3 separate regions of the Mus musculus genome follow, and all the other regions are linked to region 3. Evidence: chromatin contacts called from public HiChIP or PLAC-seq and Micro-C data. All regions are on one chromosome and are shown on one strand. Each heading gives the region's core, a stretch centred on a gene start, on an enhancer-like site or on the middle of the called end of the contact. The rest is flanking DNA. Distances are from core to core; before and after follow the strand shown.

Region 1 (3,184 bases), core at 277-2,776, 69 kb after region 3:
GCTGGAAATAGGCAAACTTCCCTTAGAACACCACAAAGGAGTCTTATAATTAATTCTATAAATTATGGGCTCTTCCTTTTAAAAATTACCTATTCCTCTGTACTCTCCTCACTCTATTACAAGTCAGGTAGATTATTTATATTTTTATTATATTATGTAATCTAAAGACAGGGTATTCACTCTGTAGCCTTGGATGGCCTGAAAATTACAACACAGACCAAGCTATCCTCAAACTTGGAATAGTCCTCCCGCCTCTGACCCATACATGTTATAGTTATAAACATGAGCCACTGGTACCCAACTGCAAGACTGACTTATTTTATTATTTTTTAGAGTAATTTACTTAATTTTACATGAATGAATGAAATTTTTTCCTGTGTATATATGTATGTGGAACACATATGAGGACGGGTATTCAGAGAGGACCAAAGGGGGTTTTGGATTCTTTGGTTGTGAATCACAACGTAGGTGCAGGGAACTGAACCTGGGTTCTTTGAACGAAGGAAGTACTCTTAACTCTCTCCAGCCCCAAGACTGATTTTTTTCTTTTTTCTTTTCTTTCTTTTTGTTTTTGTTTGTTTTTTGTTTTTCGAGACCGGGATTCTCTGTGTAGCCCCGGCTACCCTGGAACTCACTCAGTAGACCAGGCTGGCCTCGAACTCAGAAATCCACCTGCCTCTGCTTCCCAAGTGCTGGGATTAAAGGCGTGCGCCACCACTGCCCGGCGACTGATTATTTTTAAAGGAGAATTTTGACTCATTTACTCAAAAAACTTCAAAGGCTCTCTACTGTTTGAAACGAGGCAGACTTCTTGTCTGCTACTCAGTGTCCTCAACAATCTCTCTGTAACCTGTTTTCCTGATACTCATGCTTATTAAATGTTTTAATAAATTCATTAATGTATTAAATGTAAATATCCATATATATTTTTTTCACACTAATCCTACTATGGATACTCTACCCTCTACCCCTCCTCCCCTTGTAATGCCCAGTAAAACTCTGTGCCTCTTAGCTCCTGTTTAAGGACCCTCAAGCCCCCTTTTCTAGTCTTTCTACTTGACACCATCTTCTCTTTGGAAGCATTATTCCATACTTTCAATACATAATGGATTGTTTTTATTTATTGATTCTTTACACTCAAAAATAGACAGACACAGACAGATGGACGGATGGACAGACGGATGGACAAAGTGAAGGGGAAGAAAGAGAAGCTAGCGTGAGGGTACATGCTTGCAATCCCAGCACTGAAAGGGTTGAGGCAGGATTGCTCCCAATTCAAGGCCAGCCTAGGCTGCAGCCTAGATCACTTTCCAGCAAGTAAGACCTTATTGGAAAGAAGGACAGCAGGGGGGTGGGAGGGAAGGAAGAGAAAGGAGAGAAATTGATGGTTTCATATAGGGGAAACATTCCAAGAATTAACTTCTTTCATGTCTGCAGCCAAAACAAAGCTGGGGTGGGAGATATCCTGCTGCAAGTTGGTAAAATGTGAAAGTTCCCTCCTATGGCCTGCGGAGGATCCATGCTGAGAGCAGGCCTCCTCTTTTGTTAGCTTCACCAGTGGCTTCTGCCTGAAGGCCAACAGGATTAGCACTGTCATTTCATGCTCTGAAAAGTCAGAAAAGAAAAGATGGGGAGCTTTTCATTCTAGGAGATGCCTACTCATCAGAGAGAGCTCTGTTTCTGATAAGCAGGGATGCTGAGGTTAAAAAGCAAAATTTCCAACAATGGTTAATGAAAGGTTTGGAAACAATGTACAGAATTAGGCAATGGGATCAACTCCAAGAAGAGAAGAGCAGGTGCCAGAGCAAAAGCAGCAGAGAATCAGTACTAGATGTTTTCATGCATTCAAAAATTTCCATGTATTTAAAATGTCATCAGGAGGCCCTGCGAGCACAGACTGGATGCAGCAATTAGGAATGCAGGCTTAGCTTCTTGGCACAAAATACAAACTCCTCACAAGGAAGTGGAAAGAAAAGCTTTACCATGAAGTTGAGCAGTTAGTTGCTACTACACTCTTTTCACTTAACAGGTAATTAACTGGGAAACCCCCCCCCCCCCTTTAAGAGATAAACTTAATTAACATCCAAAGACATTAAGTTCCCAGGATCTAAGTTAGGTTTTTTTTTTTTTTTGGGGGGGGGGTCTGTTTTTGTTTGTTTGTTTCCAGATTCCAGACAGTTTTTTTTTTTTTTTTTTCTGTGCTCGAACTCAGAAATCCACCTGCTTCTGCCTCCCAAGTGCTGGGATTAAAGGCGTACACCACCACACCGCCCTGCCCAAATTAGGTTGTAAGGTGTTCGTCTACAAACAGACTTCAGAAGGTCAAAATAAATTACTCAGAAGCAAATGCACTATATGCATGTGTTTGTGATGATAATGTATTAGTTGTGTTCTTAAATTTTTCTGTATTTTATGAGGCGTTGACATCTTCAGGTCTTACAGACAAAGAACTAGTTCTCCCAGGGCTAATATCAAGAGACATGTCTTTAATATACAAACCAGCCAGTAGACAGTTTTCATTCAGGGCAAGGTATGGACAACTAGCAACCCCTCCTATAGTTCAGAGTCCTAAGCTTTACGCAGCCCACCTACTCTACCTCACTCACTCTTCCCTTTGATAACCTATGCTTTCCCCTTGCCTCCTTGTAATTTCCAAGACAGCCTTGTGTTATACGCTACATGGCACCCTTCTTCCTCCCCTTGGGACCCTTCTCTTGGAAGCTGTAACTAACTTAACTTTTTAATAGGAAAAAACTCTTTACTTGTGGTTCCTACCATACTTGAATAAAATAAAAATATGGTCATTCACACACAAATCGACATTCCCTCTAGCCCTTGTCTCCAATGCCCAAGGTCCTGGGGTTCCAGCTCAGGAATCAAAGATACATCACAAATGACACCTCTCTATAAAACCAAGTAGGTGCTTACAGAGTGCAAGGGAAAACAGTGGGAGTGGGGTGTTTGCTGACTCCCTCCCCATTCTCCCAGTCCTTTCCAGCAGAGGATTATGCCGCAAGGTAAAAGGATAAAGGTAAAAGGATAAAGGAAGAACATTCATAATTCTCAGTAGCAGTGATGTTGTAGTTGTTTCTTTGAAATAATAAATATATCTGAAATGCATACTTAATATTTAAATATCTATTTTGCAAGATAGAAATTGCATATGTTATGTTCTATCAAAAAG
Region 2 (3,129 bases), core at 590-3,089, 86 kb after region 3:
GACAAACAAAAAATATTATATACATGTATGGAATTCTCAAAAAATAAGAATACTATTTTTTTCTTTTGTTTTTTTGAGACAAGGTTTCTGTGTGGCCTTTGTTGTCCTAGAACTCGCTCTGTTGACCACACTTGCCTCAAACTCACAGAGATACACCTGTTTTAGCCTCCTGACTGCCGGAATTAAAGGTGTGTGCCTGGCAAAAAAATAAAATAAAAATTCTACTTTTAAAAAGGAGAAGGTTGTTACAGATTGGGAAGATGTGGTTATAGGATATAACAAGTCAGCACTAAAGTGACAAGAGGGAACCAAAAGAAACACCCCCAATGTCCAAAAAAGTCATTAGTCAGTCACCTACACATATCTCTTTCTACATTAGACTTTTACCAAAATATTTATGTTGGCTATTCCAGTTGAGGCCACAGGGACCCAGGAAAGACCTGACCTTGTGGATCAGCAAGTCTTAAAGGAAAAAAACACCCACAGGTTGTCTTTACTTCTGTATAGAGAGTGAGAGGTGCTGTCTGTCAGCTTCCATGGCATTTCTACCCAGCTTGGAATAAAATAAGGCTTCTGGGGCCATGAAAAAGAAAAATTGTAACTTGAGCCTAAGGTTCTAAAAAAAAGTGGTAGAGGACTAATGAAATGGTTCAGCAGATAAAGGCACTTGGTATTCAAGTCATGTGGCATGAGTTTGATCCCCAGAAAAAGACAGAAGAAGAGAACCAATTCTACAAGTCTGTTCATCTAACCTCTACAGGTATGCTGTGGTACATCACATACTACATCATCTACATCATCATCACCACCACCACCACCACCACCACCACCATCACCACCACCACCACCATCATCACCACCACCACCACCACCACCACCACCACCACCATCACCACCACCACCACCACCATCACCACCACCACCATCACCACCACCACCACCACCACCACCACCACCACCACCACCACCACCACCACCATCACCACCACCACCACCACCACCACCACCACCACCACCACCATCACCACCACCACCATCACCACCACCACCACCACCACCACCACCGATCATTTTTAAGACATGAAGGAGAGGGGCTGGCGAGATGGCTCAGCAGTTAAGAGTATTGACTGTTCTTCCGAAAGTCCTGAGTTCAAATCCCAGCAACCACATTGTGGCTTACAACCACCAGTAATGAGATGTGATGCCCTCTTCTGGGGTGTCTGAAGACAGCTACAGTGTACTTAGATATAATAATAAATAAATCTTTTAAAAAAAGACATAATGGAGTGTCTATGTGTATTGTTACCTTTTAGCATGTATTTTCAACAAGTAAAAACTGATGGAGAAATCAAGACAGCAAAGAGAGCTGTTTCAAGTTTTTCCTGAGTTTAGAATAGATTTCTGCTCCCAAAGAAAGTTTAATCTTAAAAAAGAAAACAAAGAAATGAATATTATACCTGCCTCCATTTGACCTCATATTTGGCTATTACTCTTCTGTATCCTCTGAGCAGATTTCAAGATCGTTGGATTAATTATTCTAGGGGGTGCAAATGTGCCAAAGCATATCATATCATAAACAAATCATATATAATATCATAAACAGAGAAGTAATGAACTCTGGGAATTAGAGTGGGTCATTTCAGGATATAGGATGTCCTCAGTGAGCACAATCAAAATGAACAGTAATTCTAAGTACAGGTCTTAGGATTTCTACTGCTGTGATAAAACACCAGACCACAAGCAATTCAGGGCGGAAAGGGTTTAGTCTGCTTACACTTCCACATCACCAAAGGAAGTCTGGGCAGATATATGGAGGCAAGAACTCAGAGGTGAGGAAGGAACCCTTCTTACTGACTGGCTTATCATGGCCTGCTCAGATGCTTTGTTATAGCATCCAAGACCATCAGACCAGGGCTACCACTGCCCACAATGAGCTGGTTCCTCCCACAGCAATCACGAGTTAAGAAAATGCCTCTCAAGAACGACCATACACCAGTCTGGTAGTGATATTTTCTCAACTGAGTTCCCCACTTCCCAAATGACTCTAGCTTTTGACAAACTGACTCACAACTAGCCAGCACAGAAGACAACCATGGGTCTTAAATCTTTAGATTATATTATGTCTACAGAAGCCCCAGAAGATGACAACTTAAAAATACAAATCAACAGTGGGGTCTTATACAGATTTTTTTTTAAAGGATCAAATAGGACAAGTAGGAAGAAAGACTAAAAGTTGAAAGAAAGGTTGTCTTAGTTACCATTCTGTTGCTGTGGTAAAAAACATCAGAAGCAAATGGTTAAAATGACCACAAGCAACTTAATAGAAAAAGAGTTTATGGTTTCAAAGGGAGAATGCAGAGTGGTGAGAAGTCATGGCAACAAGCGGCAGGCATGGTGTCTGGAACAGGAAGCCAAGAGATCACATCTTCTGACACAAAACAGAGAGACTGGAGGTGGGGCATATTTCCTCCAGCATGACCACACCTCCAATATCTCTCCCAAACACTACCACCAACCAAGTACTGTTCAAAGGCTTGAGCCTATAAGGGACATTACTCATTCAAACCACCACAAGCTTAAAAGGTCAACTTCTCCTGGGACTGAAATGCTAACACTCTTGACAGGAACTTGCTGTTTCAGCATAACAGCTACATGAGCTAGTGTTTCTACTTTGGAAAAGCTTTAAGGACCTCTGAGCTCACAGCTTCTGTTTCTGCTGCTACTTTAGCATTTAGCATAGTATCTACTTTTCTTGCAGCTATTTATGATGGTAGACTATGTATTTAGATGGACACAGCACCTTGCTCACACAGGTACTACCACATTCTTTACCCTGAACTATCTAACAAAGAAACCTTGATAAATGCTTACAGAGTTGATATGCCAGCTTTGTGTCCATGAAGTGATTAAGAGCTAATTCACTTTCCCCCATTCCTAATCAATCACTCCATCAGGAACTCTCTCTCCAGCACAAATGCTTCGTGAGTTTCTAGCATATATACCCTTTATGCCTCTGCCTGAGCCCCTGGCTTAATGAGTTATTCTATACAGTGGTTCTCAAATTTTAAAGTGCACCAGGAAGACATTTTAAAACACAAATTCCTAAATCCTAAAACCAAAGTGCCTGGC
Region 3 (3,241 bases), core at 729-3,228:
GCAAATACAGAAAAGCGTCAGGGCAGGGCTTCTCCCACAAAGGAGCAAAGGGAGGGAGATACTGCCTGTCTCCGTGGTCCCAGGTTGCCACAAAGGTCCCTTAGGTTCGGCCAGGGTTTCGAGGATGAAAAACTTTAGGGCGTCGGGATTCCACCCGCACCCCGCAAGGCACCCATCAAGGAACGTGTAGGTGGGAAAACGAGTGCGAGTTGTGTTTGTGTGTGACTACTCGGGAGCTCGAGTAGACACTAGTAGCTGTTTGCATGTGCCAGTGTGCGCCCCGCCACGCCTGGATACCGGTGCGCCTTTGAACGTGTGAGCATACCAGCGCCATGTGGACACGTGCGTGTGCATGTGTGTGCGTGTCTGGCCATAGAGCTTGGGTGGCCGTAACCGCGAATTTGTGTGCGGGAGCAAATGCTGGACTATCAGCGAATGACCAGTTCCCATGGCGGGAACCACCGGCAAGCGCCCGGTCTGTGGGTGGGGAAAGGGTTGAGAAAGGAGCAAAATTTGGGCTGCGAAGAAACCCTGACTTTGGAACCATTATCTTAGTGGCCCCAGGCACCTGGTCCTAACTGCATCGTCAAGAATGGAGAGCGTGCAGTCCCAGCAGTGGGCTGACTTCTGTCGAGAAGCCTCTGCGATAGTCGTCGAGCCGTGAGGGTCACCGAGCTCAGTTTGATGTGCCCTACGCATTGAGGGCAGGGGTAGAGCCTCCAAACGGGGAGCCCAGTCGAGGCCTGGGTCAGGAGGGTAAAATTGTTCTTCACTCTTCAACCCGCAACCCCTGGAGAGGCCCTGTCTAGTCCTGTCAGTCAAAATAGGCACCGAGTTCCCAAGCTGTGGGCTCAGGTCTATCTCAAAGACAATCTCGGGGCTTACCCTTGGGCCCATCTCCCGGCTCCATCACGTCTGGGTCCTGGTCGAAAGGGCCAAGGTTCTCCGATGCCCCGCCCTCCCATCAACCCCCAGGCACGCAGTTCCTGTAGTCTCTGGGCGTGGGCAATGTGCTTCCGCGGGTTCTCGAGCCCCTACCCCTGCTGGGGACAAGTCGGGAAAGGGTGCTCTGGGCGCCCGTGGGGTAGATTTTCGATTATTAAGTGATCACTTCAGGAAAGCTATGGCCCCCAGGACTGTTCCTGAGGCGGAGAGAAGCCTCTGTACTTTAGGGGAAGAGAGAGGGGTGCTGGATATTGGGCCAAATCATTGTGCCTAACACTTCCTCTAAGAGCTGGGAGGGTGGAGGGCTGGGAGATGTATCTCCCCGGATGAGTAAAAGAGAGGGTACTCCTGGAGAGGGGGAAGGGAAACAGGAGAGAACAGGGGTGTTTTCCGTCGGGGCTCAAGGTCGCGGACAGAGGACTCCAACGGGCTAGAGCGTACTGGAGGCTCCCGGTGGGCCAAGGTGGGAACGGAGGGCAGGGAGACGGGCGGGAAACGGGCGCTTTGGGGCTTCATCTTCCGGCGCCTTGAAGAAGAGCCAACGGGAGGGAGTGAGGGAGTGTGGGTCCTGACCCGACGGCTGCTCTGCTTCGGGGTTGGGCTGTGGGCTGGGACTATTCCTCCCCTAGCCTTCTCAATGATCACCAATCCCTAGAGGTTCACCTAGAGAAACCTTTTAGAGACCTGGGGTCCTTCTTCCAGAGGGGTGCCCCATCTCTGAGCTCTCCGCCCCTTCCGCACCGCGCTTGCCTTTCAAAGGGGTCTGGGGCCCTGTTCCAGCCCGACCCACCTCTGGAGACCTTCAGGGGGTCCCAGAACCCTACATCCTCATCTTGCATAGAAGCCCCCCGCCCCCGCGATTCCGCGGAGTTACTCACCCGCTGCTTCTGTCTTGCTCCGCTGGCGCCGGACAGACGGCGGAACTAGCCAGAGGCCCTGCGAGTCGGTGGGGTGGGCGACTGGGCCGGGGGCCGGGGGCGGGGACAGGGTGCCAAGGGGCGGCCCCTGCTTCGCCTGCAGCTCCCGGCGCTGTGGCTCCGACTCGCGCTCACGCTCGCACTTTTCTCCGAGCCGCGTGATGTCACAGGGAAGCAGCCAATCGTGGTGGGGACGCACCGCCCGCCCGGGGCCGGTCACCCAGCGGCGACGCGCGGGGGTCACCACCTGGAGTGTCAGGCACCCTTGATGCTCACACCCTTCCCGGGAGATGGCCCGCAACTCCGGACTCCAGCACCGAGGGCACCGCCCACAGTCGCCAGGGAGGATTAGCCTCCGGCTCTGCCCTCCGGGGGGTGGGGTGGGGGCTGTCCGCGTTGTCATGGGGACTAGGCGCCCCCTCGCGGGCTGGGGAAGAACCAGGCGGCCAAGCTTGGCTATGAGCCCCGCCTCCGCCCTAACCACGCACTCTGGACACCGAAGTGTTTTCGAACCTCTCCACGGCTTGTAGCCCCTTCGTCGTTCCGCCTGAGGTTAAATCCTGGTCTTGAGGGTTTGGCCCCAACAGGCCCCTGGTGTGCGGCGGGGCAGATCTAGCAACGTGCTTCTGTCGGGACAGAGCGCTGCCTGATAGCCGCTGGACAGCCAAAAGACTGCAGCCGTCGGGGCCTGGGGAAGAGCAGGTGAGACTGGACAGGCGAGCATCTACCCTGGCTAAAGATCTTGTCACTCTCCACGCCCGGGAAGGGACGCGCATTAGCTGTGAGACTGAAGATGGCACGAGTCTCCTATCCAGCCGCGAATGAGTTCATCGCTGCCTATGTGGGGAAGCCAGGTGCCCAAGGTCACCTGGGACAGAACAGGCCATGAAGGAAAGTCCAGTCTCCTAGACCTCCCGCAACAGTACTAGGCTAAGGCCCAAAGTAGGCAGGTTCAGCACCTCGGACAGCCCCACACGTCCTTGGTGCGAAGGCCAGTTGCTCAGATCAAGCACCCGCCAGCCAGGGTTGAATGCACCCCTTCGCGCCCGGGGTCCTGAGTACCGGTCACCCACAAAGCTTCTTGAGTGTCAACAGCCAATTAACTTTAAGCCGGCTGACTTCTTGGAAAAACCACCTGAGTCTCAGCTCTCCTCTACTCTCCTGCAAGGGCTGGTAGGGGCTCCTGGGGACAGTGGTAGTGGTAGGGATAGCTTTGTAACGACAGAGGAGTTAGGAACAGAGAATGAATGAGTGGAGACTTGAGCTAGAGTCCGTGAGAGAAGGCTCCTGGTTCAGGTTTCTCCATGCTGAAGAGAGGGACGTCAACATTGGACAAAGTTGAGGGCAGGCTAGTGTGAGAAGCCATCTTCCCTCCCATG

What was found. Hi-C and Micro-C count contacts between places; a contact is called where the count stands out from the background. HiChIP or PLAC-seq counts read pairs in DNA pulled down with a chosen protein or histone mark.
Region 1: an H3K27ac HiChIP or PLAC-seq map of stem cell-derived anterior neural progenitor cells shows a contact between it and region 3, with 8 times the contacts expected there. The contact joins the enhancer-like site here to the promoter of Chrm4 in region 3. A contact is called at or near these places in 5 of 39 promoter capture datasets (the HPC-7 cell line, hippocampal neurons, liver and 2 more), 2 of 15 datasets of contacts at CTCF or cohesin (CD8 T cells and pro-B cells), 9 of 484 Hi-C or Micro-C datasets (the HL-1 cell line, cerebral cortex, embryonic heart and 5 more), 5 of 115 datasets of contacts at active chromatin or transcription factors (embryonic forebrain, embryonic stem cells, memory CD8 T cells and 1 more) and 3 of 9 other capture datasets (adipose tissue, liver and pancreatic islet).
Region 2: a Micro-C map of the G1E-ER4 cell line shows a contact between it and region 3, with 2.6 times the contacts expected there. The contact joins the enhancer-like site here to the promoter of Chrm4 in region 3. A contact is called at or near these places in 7 of 39 promoter capture datasets (the 3T3-L1 cell line, HPC-7-derived erythroid cells, hematopoietic stem and progenitor cells and 3 more), 3 of 484 Hi-C or Micro-C datasets (CD4 T cells, the G1E-ER4 cell line and trophoblast stem cells), 7 of 115 datasets of contacts at active chromatin or transcription factors (CD8 T cells, differentiating embryonic stem cells, effector CD8 T cells and 3 more) and 3 of 9 other capture datasets (adipose tissue, liver and pancreatic islet).

The regions. Positions count from the first base shown.
Region 1 is chr2:91,851,318-91,854,501 of GRCm38.p6, reverse strand. All of the region lies in intron 11 of Ambra1 (autophagy/beclin 1 regulator 1), which reads right to left. Among named protein-coding and RNA genes, the nearest start is that of Chrm4, 69 kb to the left of the region's middle. Within about 2 kb of position 1,526, at least 17 of the 459 cell types and tissues checked have an H3K27ac peak or open chromatin away from gene starts, as enhancers often do. A contact at or near this core is called in hippocampal neurons, stem cell-derived anterior neural progenitor cells and stem cell-derived epiblast-like cells, where this site is marked.
Region 2 is chr2:91,834,586-91,837,714 of GRCm38.p6, reverse strand. The region is part of intron 11 of Ambra1 (autophagy/beclin 1 regulator 1); the gene reads right to left. Among named protein-coding and RNA genes, the nearest start is that of Chrm4, 86 kb to the left of the region's middle. Within about 2 kb of position 1,839, at least 64 of the 459 cell types and tissues checked have an H3K27ac peak or open chromatin away from gene starts, as enhancers often do. A contact at or near this core is called in CD8 T cells, the G1E-ER4 cell line, adipose tissue and 1 more, where this site is marked.
Region 3 is chr2:91,920,926-91,924,166 of GRCm38.p6, reverse strand. Chrm4 (cholinergic receptor, muscarinic 4) reads right to left here and starts at 1,978. Exons shown (of 2, transcript NM_007699.2): 1 at 1,824-1,978.